Regions from separate parts of the Mus musculus genome. Here region 2 is linked to region 1. A link is a contact called in public promoter capture Hi-C data. All regions are on one chromosome and are shown on one strand. Each heading gives the region's core, a stretch centred on a gene start, on an enhancer-like site or on the middle of the called end of the contact. The rest is flanking DNA. Distances are from core to core; before and after follow the strand shown.

Evidence for each region. Promoter capture Hi-C pulls out the DNA fragments that hold promoters and counts their contacts.
Region 2: a contact with region 1 is called in a promoter capture Hi-C map of neural stem cells. The contact joins the promoter of Orai3 here to the promoter of Asphd1 in region 1. A contact is called at or near these places in 1 of 39 promoter capture datasets (neural stem cells) and 1 of 115 datasets of contacts at active chromatin or transcription factors (double positive thymocytes).

What each region holds. Positions count from the first base shown.
Region 1 is chr7:126,946,699-126,951,577 of GRCm38.p6, reverse strand. It overlaps Asphd1 (aspartate beta-hydroxylase domain containing 1), which reads left to right and starts at 2,419. Exons shown (of 3, transcript NM_001347657.2): 1 at 2,419-3,307; 2 at 4,748-4,861. The coding sequence starts at 2,449. Sez6l2 (seizure related 6 homolog like 2) reads right to left here and starts at 1,043. Exons shown (of 18, transcript NM_144926.5): 1 at 462-1,043. The coding sequence starts at 540. It also overlaps a transcript of Kctd13 not described here.
Region 2 is chr7:127,767,410-127,772,288 of GRCm38.p6, reverse strand. Orai3 (ORAI calcium release-activated calcium modulator 3) reads right to left here and starts at 2,474. Exons shown (of 2, transcript NM_198424.3): 1 at 2,073-2,474. The coding sequence starts at 2,300. Fbxl19 (F-box and leucine-rich repeat protein 19) reads right to left here. Exons shown (of 11, transcript NM_172748.2): 10 at 4,626-4,844; 11 at 3,361-4,537. The coding sequence ends at 4,359.

The sequences.
Region 1 (4,879 bases), core at 1,170-3,669:
CTGCAGTCTTTGCAGCCTCTGTGCCTTCTCTAGACTCTGGTTGGGGATCAGAGTAGAGTCAGGGATTGAATATCCCTGATTGTGTTCATCTGCCTTTGTCCATATGTCCAAGAACATTTGTGTGTACAGCGCCTGGCATCTCTCCCAGTACCTCCATCTCCCACCCAGGTACCCTGCCTGCTTCTACCGCCTCCGCAGAAATCCACCCAACTTCCCTCAGCTCTTCTTCCCGAATTTTAACCCCTAAGATACAACTAAATGCTCTTCTTATTCATTTCTCTATCTCCTTAAAATTAGGAGTTCAAGGGCTCCGTGTAACAGTCAAAGAGCCTTGGCTTGCCCCTTCCCAGTCAACTGTGCCCCTCCCCTCCCCCACAAGCTCGGAAGACTCAATATCTTCAGAGAAAGAAGGTAGAAGACCCGCGAGAACCTTCCCAGGGCCCACCCCCACATGTCCTTACCCTCAATCCAGGCACAGCTCAGCAGAATTAGGAGCAGCAGCTGGGAAGGCGGCGGGTGCTGGGCCTTGGGAGTCCCCATGGCGACTCACACTAATTTCTCTCCTCTGTGGCTCTTCTGAATAATCTCGCTGTCACTTTCCCTCTGCGTCCTTTTATCTTTTCCTTTAATTTTGCTTTCCTGCTAAGGGTCGGCAAAGGAAGGCAAATTTTCTTCCTTTGGGATGGAGAAGCAGAATTGGCCTAGAGGTTGCTTGGAGTCCGCCCCCTTTTGCTCAATCTTTATCCTTTGCTCTGCGATCTATGGCAAAGGGGGGCGCGGCTCCCGCTGCGGGGGGTGGGGCCGAGAGGGCCGAAGGTTATCCCCTTGTTCGGGAGCTTGGGCCCATCGGGATGGATAGATAGATAGCCGGGGAAAGTGGGAGGGGAAAGGCAGCTTCCGAGGGTCCAGGGTGGGCTTGAGGATCCAGAGGGCCCTTATGAGGTTCAACCGGGGCTTATCTCGGAGAGGAAGAGGGAAAGGGTTGCGGAACCAGGGAAGCTGAAGCTCGGCCACTGGAGCTGCGGGAGGGAGAAGCTGAGAAAGGTGTCAAGCCCACGTCAGATCCTGGGGACGGGTGAAAGGAGGGGCCTGGGATTTATTCTCTGACGAGGGAGGAGGAGGAAGTGCAGATGGAGGAAGGAGGGATGCCGAGCCAGGACTGCACTTCCCGAGGCCCCTAGGGGAGAGGAAGGAAACTCTGGTCCCAGTAGTAATTAGGTTCCCTCCCGGCGCCATTCCAGAACATCTGGTATCTGCACCTGGTCTTCCTAAGGTGTCAAGAGTAGGCACAGCTTGGTTCACGTCTTCCTGGCCTGTCCAGTATGTCCTCTGTCCACACCCGGACCTCCCCGCGGGCCTTCACTATGCCCTTTATGGAAGCTCAGGTGGGATGGGCTCGCCCCTCCCGCAGGAAAATGGGGAGTATCCAGGTTTGTAAGGAGCCTGATGGGTATGTGTTGAGACTCCCTTCTCTAGCAGGCGACCTGACAGAGACCTGCAGCCTAGCGGCTACCACCCGTGATCTACTGGCTCTGCCACTGAGCAAGCGAGTGCCCTTTCAGCACCTGGGCGCGAGGACAGCTCCCGGCCCCGCCTGCACGGGCGGCCTTGAAGCCACTGATTGGCTGAAGCCGCTTTCGCGAACCCGCGTCTTGCTCTGTGCTGGCTCTGGCGTAGCCAAGCCAGGGGAAAGGGGAGTCACAGGCCGACCTCTCCAGGGACCCGCAGGCCCACGGCCGGACTCGCAGTTCCAGAGCACCGGCCTCACGAGCGGGTCAGGGCTCTCGCCCCGCCCCCGAGTCTGCCCTGCCCTTCTTTTCGCATTGCGGGGCGGCTAGAGGTTGGCACTGTGTCCCTGTACCCCACGTGGCGCTCGGTCAGGGCTGGGGGAGGGGGTCTGGAGCGGCAAATCCAGAGAGAAGTCTCCCCCCACCCCCCTTGCAGGGCTGGGCTGCGGCTGCCTCTGGGAGGGGTCCTGGGTAGCTAAACAGAGAGGGTTGCGGGAAGGAGTGACGTCAGGGTGAGTGGGCGCCCAAGAAGGGGTGTGTAGGAGGTCGGGAATCGGAGAGGACAGACCCGACCCTTTCGAGGGAGAAGACAGGTCAAGGAGAGAGGAAAGAGAAAGAGCCGCTATAGAGTGGGGCTGCGGGCCAGGTGGAGTAGGAACCGCTGTTGTCAGGGGAAGCTAGAAGAAAAAGAAGGGGTCGATAAGGAAAGGGGGGCTGGAGTGGAGGGAGGAGAAACCAGCTGAGACTGGGAGACTGAGGGTGGAGAGAGGAAAGGAAGAGGAGACTGCGGGAAGGGGAAAGGAGAGAGGAACCACAGAAGGAAGAGAGAACAAGAGTGATCTCCGAGTGGAGACAAATAGAAAAGGAAGGGGAGAAAGAAAGAGGGAAGTGAGGGGAAGGTTTGTTGGGGGGCCTGTAGGAGGAGTGAACAGGAGTGGGGATGTGGAAGGGAGGGAATCAGGAAGCAGTCATCGAGGGGTCAGGTGGAGAACTGGGGGTACCAGGGAGCTGGGGTCTGCAAGATGCAGCTTGCCACTTAGCCAGGGCCTCTTTGCCTATCATGTTTCCATGGCCACTGCCTCTAGGCTCCTCAGCCCTTACTATGCTCCTCGGAGCCCTCACTTCTCTGTTCCTTTGGTATTGCTACCGACTGGGTTCCCAAGACATGCAGGCCCTGGGGACCGGGAGCCGAGCTGGGGGTGTTAGTGGTATGCCTGATGTATGTTCTCAGACTGGCCCAAGGGGCCTTGGGGATTCTGGAGAAGGACCCAGGGCAGAAGGTCTAGTGAGCAGGCGGCTTCGGGCCTATGCCAGGCGTTACTCCTGGGCTGGGATGGGTAGGGTGAGGCGGGCAGCTCAGGGAGGCTCTGGCCTCACAGGAGGGGCAGGGGTCATGGGCATTCAGCGCCCTGGCTTACTTTTTCTACCAGACCTGCCTTCGTCCCCCTTTGTACCACGTGATGCCCAGAGGCATGACGTGGAGCTCCTACAGAGCAGCTTTCCCGCCATTTTGCGGGACTTCGGGGCTGTGAGCTGGGACTTCTCAGGAACTACTCCTCTGCCTCGGGGCTGGTCCCCACCCCTGGCCCCTGGGTGCTACCAGCTCCTGCTGTACCAAGCAGGCCGATGCCAACCCAGCAACTGCCGGCGGTGCCCAGGAGCCTATCGGGCACTGAGGGGGCTACGGAGCTTCATGAGTGCCAATACCTTCGGCAATGCTGGCTTTTCCGTTCTACTGCCTGGGGCCCGGCTTGAGGGCCGCTGTGGACCCACCAATGCTCGGGTTAGATGCCATCTGGGTGAGTATAGCCTGTCTACAAACCTTCCATCTTTCCTACTTTACTACCTCTTTCTGCACTTTGGTTCTTTTCTCAGAATCTTCCCCAACCAGATCTGAGTTCTGTTTTTATGCATCTATCCAGTCAGTGGTGGCTTACACAGTGTCCCACGCTGACTCTTTGTCTCCAACCACCAGCCACCCTCCCCCCTTTTAACTTAAAAGAAATTCTCACTGAAATGTAAGTGGTCAGTGTTACTTGCCCTGAAGAGGAAATACCCAGAAAATGAATTTTAAATTGTAAAAAGAGACTGCTTGGAGCAGGGCATGGTCTTGCATGCCTGTAATCTCAGCACCTGGGAGACTGAGGCGAGGATCACAAGTCTGAGGCAAGCCTGGGTCTTATTTCTCTTTTATTTAGTCTAGGGAGTATAGTGAGATAATCTACATCTCACTATGTAGTACTGGCCTGGAATCTAAATACAGGCCAGTTGGCCTCAAACTCACTAAGATCTGCCTCCCACTACCTCCTGAGTTCTGGGATCAAAGGTGTGAGCAGTAGGTAGCCTACTTTATTTAGGCTTCTTCGCTGATAAGTAGCAATGTTAGTGGGGTGTTCAATAGCACCAACCTGGCATTTTCTGTTTTCAGACACACCAGAAGAGGGCGTCGGATCTCACTACAGATAATTGTGAGCCACCGTGTGGTTGCTGGGAATTGAACTCAGGACCTCTGGAAAAGCAAGCAGTGCTCTTAGCCGCTGAGCCATCTCCCTAGCCCCCTGAGATTTTCTAATGTTCTAAAGATTGAAAGAAAATTGGGAAAGTAAATATTATGACTTCAGCTTAGCATAAATCTCTGTGTACTGCCAGCTGGGTGGATCTTATGATTTGGGGCATACTACTTTTCCTACCAGACCTGCCTTCACCCCTCTGTGCCATGTGACACCCAGAGGCATGACGTGGAGTTCCTACAGAACAGTTTCCCTGCCAGTTTACAGGACTTGGGGCTTCTCAGGGACCACCCCTCTGCCTCAGGGCTCATCCCAACCCCTGGTCCCTGGGTGAGGGCTTTTTGGCTGCTCCCTGGAGATACCATGCACATGTTGGACTTTTAACCTTCATAAGGTTGGGAACACTACCCAGTCTTAAGGACGACTTTCCGGAATGTCTTACTTACGTCAGAGTCGGCTGTTTTCTCAGCACACTCGACTAAGGTCCTGGGGTCAGACTGGATCCATTAGTTTTGCCTCATGGGAGAGGTGCCCAGTACACAGTAGATTCTGGAACTGAATTGACAGAAAGTCCAGGAGGAGATGGTTTAGGGGAGATTTCTTCCAAATGACAGATATGCTTCCCAAAGCAGGACTTCCACAGAATCTGGCCTGTGAGGCCCATTGAGTGGGCAGGCCCCCTGAACACAGGCAGGAATGGTGGATTCCATTCCCATTCTCTCTTCACAGGCCTGAAGATCCCTCCTGGTTGTGAGTTGGTTGTTGGTGGTGAGCCCCAGTGCTGGGCTGAAGGGCACTGCCTCCTGGTGGACGACTCCTTCCTGCACACAGTGGCTCATAATGGTAATAGGACTCACATTC
Region 2 (4,879 bases), core at 1,225-3,724, 820 kb before region 1:
CCAGCTAGCCTGAACTTTGCAAACATTTGTGTTGATGGACAAGTTTGGGCTTTAAAGCCAGGCTGCTGAAGTCAAAAATCCTGTCACTAGCTCACTGTGCAGTCTAACATGCCTTTTCTTATATGAACAACTGCCACTATACCAGGTACTGAACATTGAATGTTTGTTGAGATAGGACTTCATGAAGCCCAGGCTAGCCTTGACTCTCTGTATAGCCAAGAACAACCTTGTTTGTTCTTTTTTATTACCTCAAGTGCTGGGATTATAGGTGTGCTATACGCTATACCATGTTTGTTGTTGTTTAAATGGAAATTGAACCTAGGATTTCCTGAATGGTAGGCAAATACTCTACCAACTAGAACTAGGCTAGATTCACAGCCTGTGAATATGATTTGTATGTTTTAACTTCAGGCCACCTGGGTTTAGGAAGATATCTCCCATTTCTGTTTGTTGGTTTTTGGAGACAGGGTTTCTCTGTGTAGCCCTGGCTGTCCTGGAACTCACTCTGTAGACCAGGCTGGCCTCGAACTCAGAAACCCGCCTGCCTCTGCCTCCTGAGTGCTGGGATTAGAGGCGTGCGCCACCACGCCCGGCCCATTTCTTACAGATCCCGAGATTACTGTGGTGCAGGGATACAGTGGTACTTACAAAAATAAAACTGAGTATTTTGGGGAATTGGGCCACCGCAGATAGTAGGCAGGTGTGTTCACAAACAGGGATCTGGGCCAGGCTTAATTCTGGTGTCTCCCAGGGTCCAACCCAGGGTTCTTTGTCAGGACTGGGGGCGGTCCTAGAACCTACACATTCAGCCTACTGCTCCTCAGAGAAAGCCCTCTCACACTGACACCACAACGATCTGCTCTGCAACTTCTGCTGCACACTGTACTGTTCCTTTAGAAGCAGGCGGAGCCACGTGGTTCAAACACAAGCTGCTGTGCCCTTCTTTCTGTGGTGCTGATTCCTTTCAGTCAAATGTCCTCAGGAACTATGGGGCTGTTTGGGGGAAATCTGGGCCCCTTACAAGCAACAGAGCAAGAGCAACCTTTAAGATTACAGATTCTTTCGTCCTGATATTGAGGTTGCAGAAAAAAGGGAGGTATTGACCTAAGTTACTTTTATATGCCCTCACCTTAGCTCCCTCCAAGGCCTATTTACACAAGGGTACATTATGAAGGGTGCCCTCCCCCCAAGTGTGAAGAAAACTGAAACTAGCAGAGCTTCACTCCACACCCATACCCTGCGGAGCATCCTTGTCTAAACAGCAGCTTCCATGTAGTCTAGATAGCACACTGTTCTAGAAGAGCCTCCTTTGCTAAGCGGAGCTTGTTCTAACACACCTAGTTCTAGGGGGTCTCCATAAGAATCCCACATCCTCCTGGACAAAAGCTTGGCAGACCACAGAGACAGCACCTTCTATGATGTCACAACTTCCTAAAGATGGCAACTGGAGTGGATGTCGACTTGGGGCCGCACAGCTGGCCCTAAGTAGGGAGGAACCAGGACACATCTGCAGGCCACACTCTGGAATCTTCAGTTCCACTTCCCGGGGCCACTGCTGGGACCGTTAGCTGACATTATCCTCCCACACCTGCAGTTTATCAGACTTATCTGCTAGCTCCCTGATCAGCTTCCTTCCCCAGCAGCTTCCTCATGGTTTCTTAGTTTTCCCGGCAATTCTCTGTGCCTTCTGAGAGGTGGGCCCTTCAGTCAAATGACTCTCACATACACTATCCCCCTTCCCCGATCTGGTTGATATAGGCTCTCATTCAGCTTTGACTGCCTTTCAACTCTCGAGGACTTGGTAACTAAGCCACTTCAGACTTTCCCCCCACCAGTCTGCATCTGCTGACCTCTTTACTCCCTTCTTCCACGGCATTTCTGGGACCGATCTTCAGTCTGTTTATATTCCTAGAGCTGTGCCCGACATAAAGGGTTTTTCCAGTCCCTTGGGACTTAGCTCCTTCTTTTATCCTAAAGAAACCCTTTTATTCAGTCCAGTACTGGGGACCCATTTTCTTGACTTCTCCCACCACGTGCTTTACCCACCCCGTGTACCCCCTCCCACCCCTCACCATGGCGAAGCCCGACAGCAGAGCAGATGTGCGGCTGGAGGCTTTGAGCTTAGCCCGGCTGAGGTAGAGGCGGCGCCAGCTGAGCGCCCGCAGAGAGTGCTGACTGGCCCCCATAAGGTCCAGGTAGCCGCGGTGCACGAACTCCCGGTACGTGGCTGAGCCCGCGGGGCTGTCCACCTCCGGGTTCAGCGGGGCCTGTTCGCCCGTGTCCCCCTCGCCGCCCTTCATCCTGAGAGCAGTTACACCACAAGCGCAGATGGTCAAGGAGGGGCCGAGGCGCCTTGTATCCCCAAGAAGGGACGGCCCAAGCGCGGGTGGGACCCCATCCTGGGTGGCAAGGCAGACCCAGCGGGAACAGTTACGGACGCGTCTAGAAGGCCCAGGGGCCGAAACAGGAACTGGGGCAGGGGCGGAGCCCGGTGACCACATGATTGGGTGGAGCCGTGAGACGAACCCCTGCAGTCTGCCCACGGGCAGAGATCTCAAGGGACCCTCTAACCCAGGCCACGACGTGAATGCTCAGCCTCAGCTTTTGCTGGGACTTTGCTGGCCTCAGACCACCCAGTGTATGTACCTGGACATTCACAGGTGTCCAGACTTCCACACTCCTCTTTGAGCAGTCATCTCAGGAAAATTAAGCCCATTTTCCTCCCAGAGACCAAAGGAGCCCCTTCCACCATCCCTACCCACCACTCAGACTCGACACCGCAGACAGACACAAAAAGTCAGCGGCCCCGGCTAGATTCTGAGTTTTATAGCAAACCTTATTGTACAGACTTGTGGGGTTAGGGGTCCAGCCCGGCTGGGTGCCCCACTTGTCCCTCGCCGGGGTGCCTCCTCCCCTCCCGCAAGCGGCCCCACCGTCAAGCCTTTCTCCAACCCCAGGCCCCCCCTCCTGCCTTTGGTCCGCCCAGCCCCCGCCCCCAACCCGCGCACCTTCCTGTTACCTGAGGTATGTGGATAGATTCCCCTCCCCCCACCCCCATGTAGTACAATCCAGTTCCCCCTGGCCTAAGTTGAGTGGGACCTAGACCTGACTCCTCCCTCAGGCTCTTGAGACCCCACCCCCACACTGGAAGAAGGAAAGGGGTGGGAAGAGGGGAGGTGCCAAGAGTCTGTTACTAAGTTCCCACAGCAACTAAGAGGGACCGTTTCCAGTCTTAGCACTGATTTCCGGAGGTGTCCATTGGCTGCTATTTCCATGGCAACCAGGAGTGGCAGTTCCCTGGGCAAATGGGACACGAGTTTCCATGACGATGAAAGAATGGGAAGAGCCAAACTGGAGGAGTCCCATCTTGCCCATCTTTAAGCTGACATTTCCCCACCCCAACTCAAGTGAAGGGTGGAGCTGTTCAAGACAGTAATGCAAGAGAGCTAGGGGTGGGACAGTCCAAACTGGGTACCCATAGCCCAGTCTCGGTCAAGCTGGTCCCCTCACATCACACTCCCCCAAGTCCGAGATTCCCCCGGTTCAAGTAACACTTCAGTACAGATGAATGTTCAAGTATTGTGTAGAGAGCCAGGCAGGGGTCTGGGCTACCCCTCACCACTCCCCTGGGCCACCGAGCTTAACAGCAGGTAGACCCGCGGCCCCTACTCCTTGCAATAGCTGCCATTTTCAGTGACGTTCAAGGAGTCAAGGTCGGGGAAAACTGAAATCTGGGTAGAGGGAAGGGGAGAGAGGCAACCCTACGCAGAGGGTACTATCCCCACATCTGCTCCTCTCCCAGCCCCCAGTCCTGGCATTACCTGGCTTGTAGCGCCCCCTGTCTTGACACTCGGATCCCCAATTGCTCCTCTGTTTTCCCTTTTTGGCCCCCCATCCCACCCAACTGGTCTTTGTTCCCTGAACCCTTGTTGGTCTGATTTCTGCCCTCCCCACACCCATCCATCGCCTCCCCCAGCCCCCAGTATCCTGTGTACAAGATACCATGTCACCTCATTTTCCCTACTCCAGACTTGCACCTTCACCGCCCCTCCCTCCCACCATCCCTTTGGCTCAGCACCTCCCCAGTACCTCTTGACCCACTCCCCAGAGGGGATGGACAATGAAGCAGGTGAAAGGGAGAGATGGGAAGCAAAGACCCCCAGAGATATCAGTGCAGGTGGGAGAGAGGGAAGGCTGGCTCAAGTCCCTGGGCAGGAATCCCAAGTCATTAAACTGAGGAGTGCCAAGTCATGAAGAAAATAACCTGGCCTCCCAACAGGGGGTGAAATGAAGGCAAGAGGTCCAGGTTCTCTGGCTGAGTCCTGGGGAAGGGAAGGGAAGGGGGCATCGGCACCCAACTAGCTGTCCTTGAGAAGCAGTTTCTCTTCTGGGCAGCGAAAGGGGCCAGGGGGCCCAGCAGCCGCCAACCGGGCACAAGCTTCAGGTGAGAGCTGGCGGCAGGAGCGTAGGTCCAGGCGGCGAAGACGTGGGCATCGACGGAACAGTGGAAGGCAGTGGTCCGTGAGGCGGTGGCACCCTGCGTAAGGGGCAGCAGCAGTTGAGATTAGACAGCTAAGGAGGTAGCACACGGTAGACAGGGACTTCACACGGGGGATCGCACTTACCAGCGAGATTGAGGTGCACCAGTGTTTCTCGAAGAGGGGAAGTAGGAGCCGTGAGGAGGTGGACACTGGGGTCCCCAACGTGGGCGCAGTGACTCAGGTCCAGGGCACTGAGCTGGGGAGCGTGGCGCAACAGGAGCCTCAGGGAGGCATCTGTGAGCTCCAGACCAGCTAGGCGAAGTTCTGCCACCCCCTGCAGTCGGCCTCGACTCTCAGTTTGCCCTAGGCAGATAAAGTAGTATTAGCGCTCCTCCCAG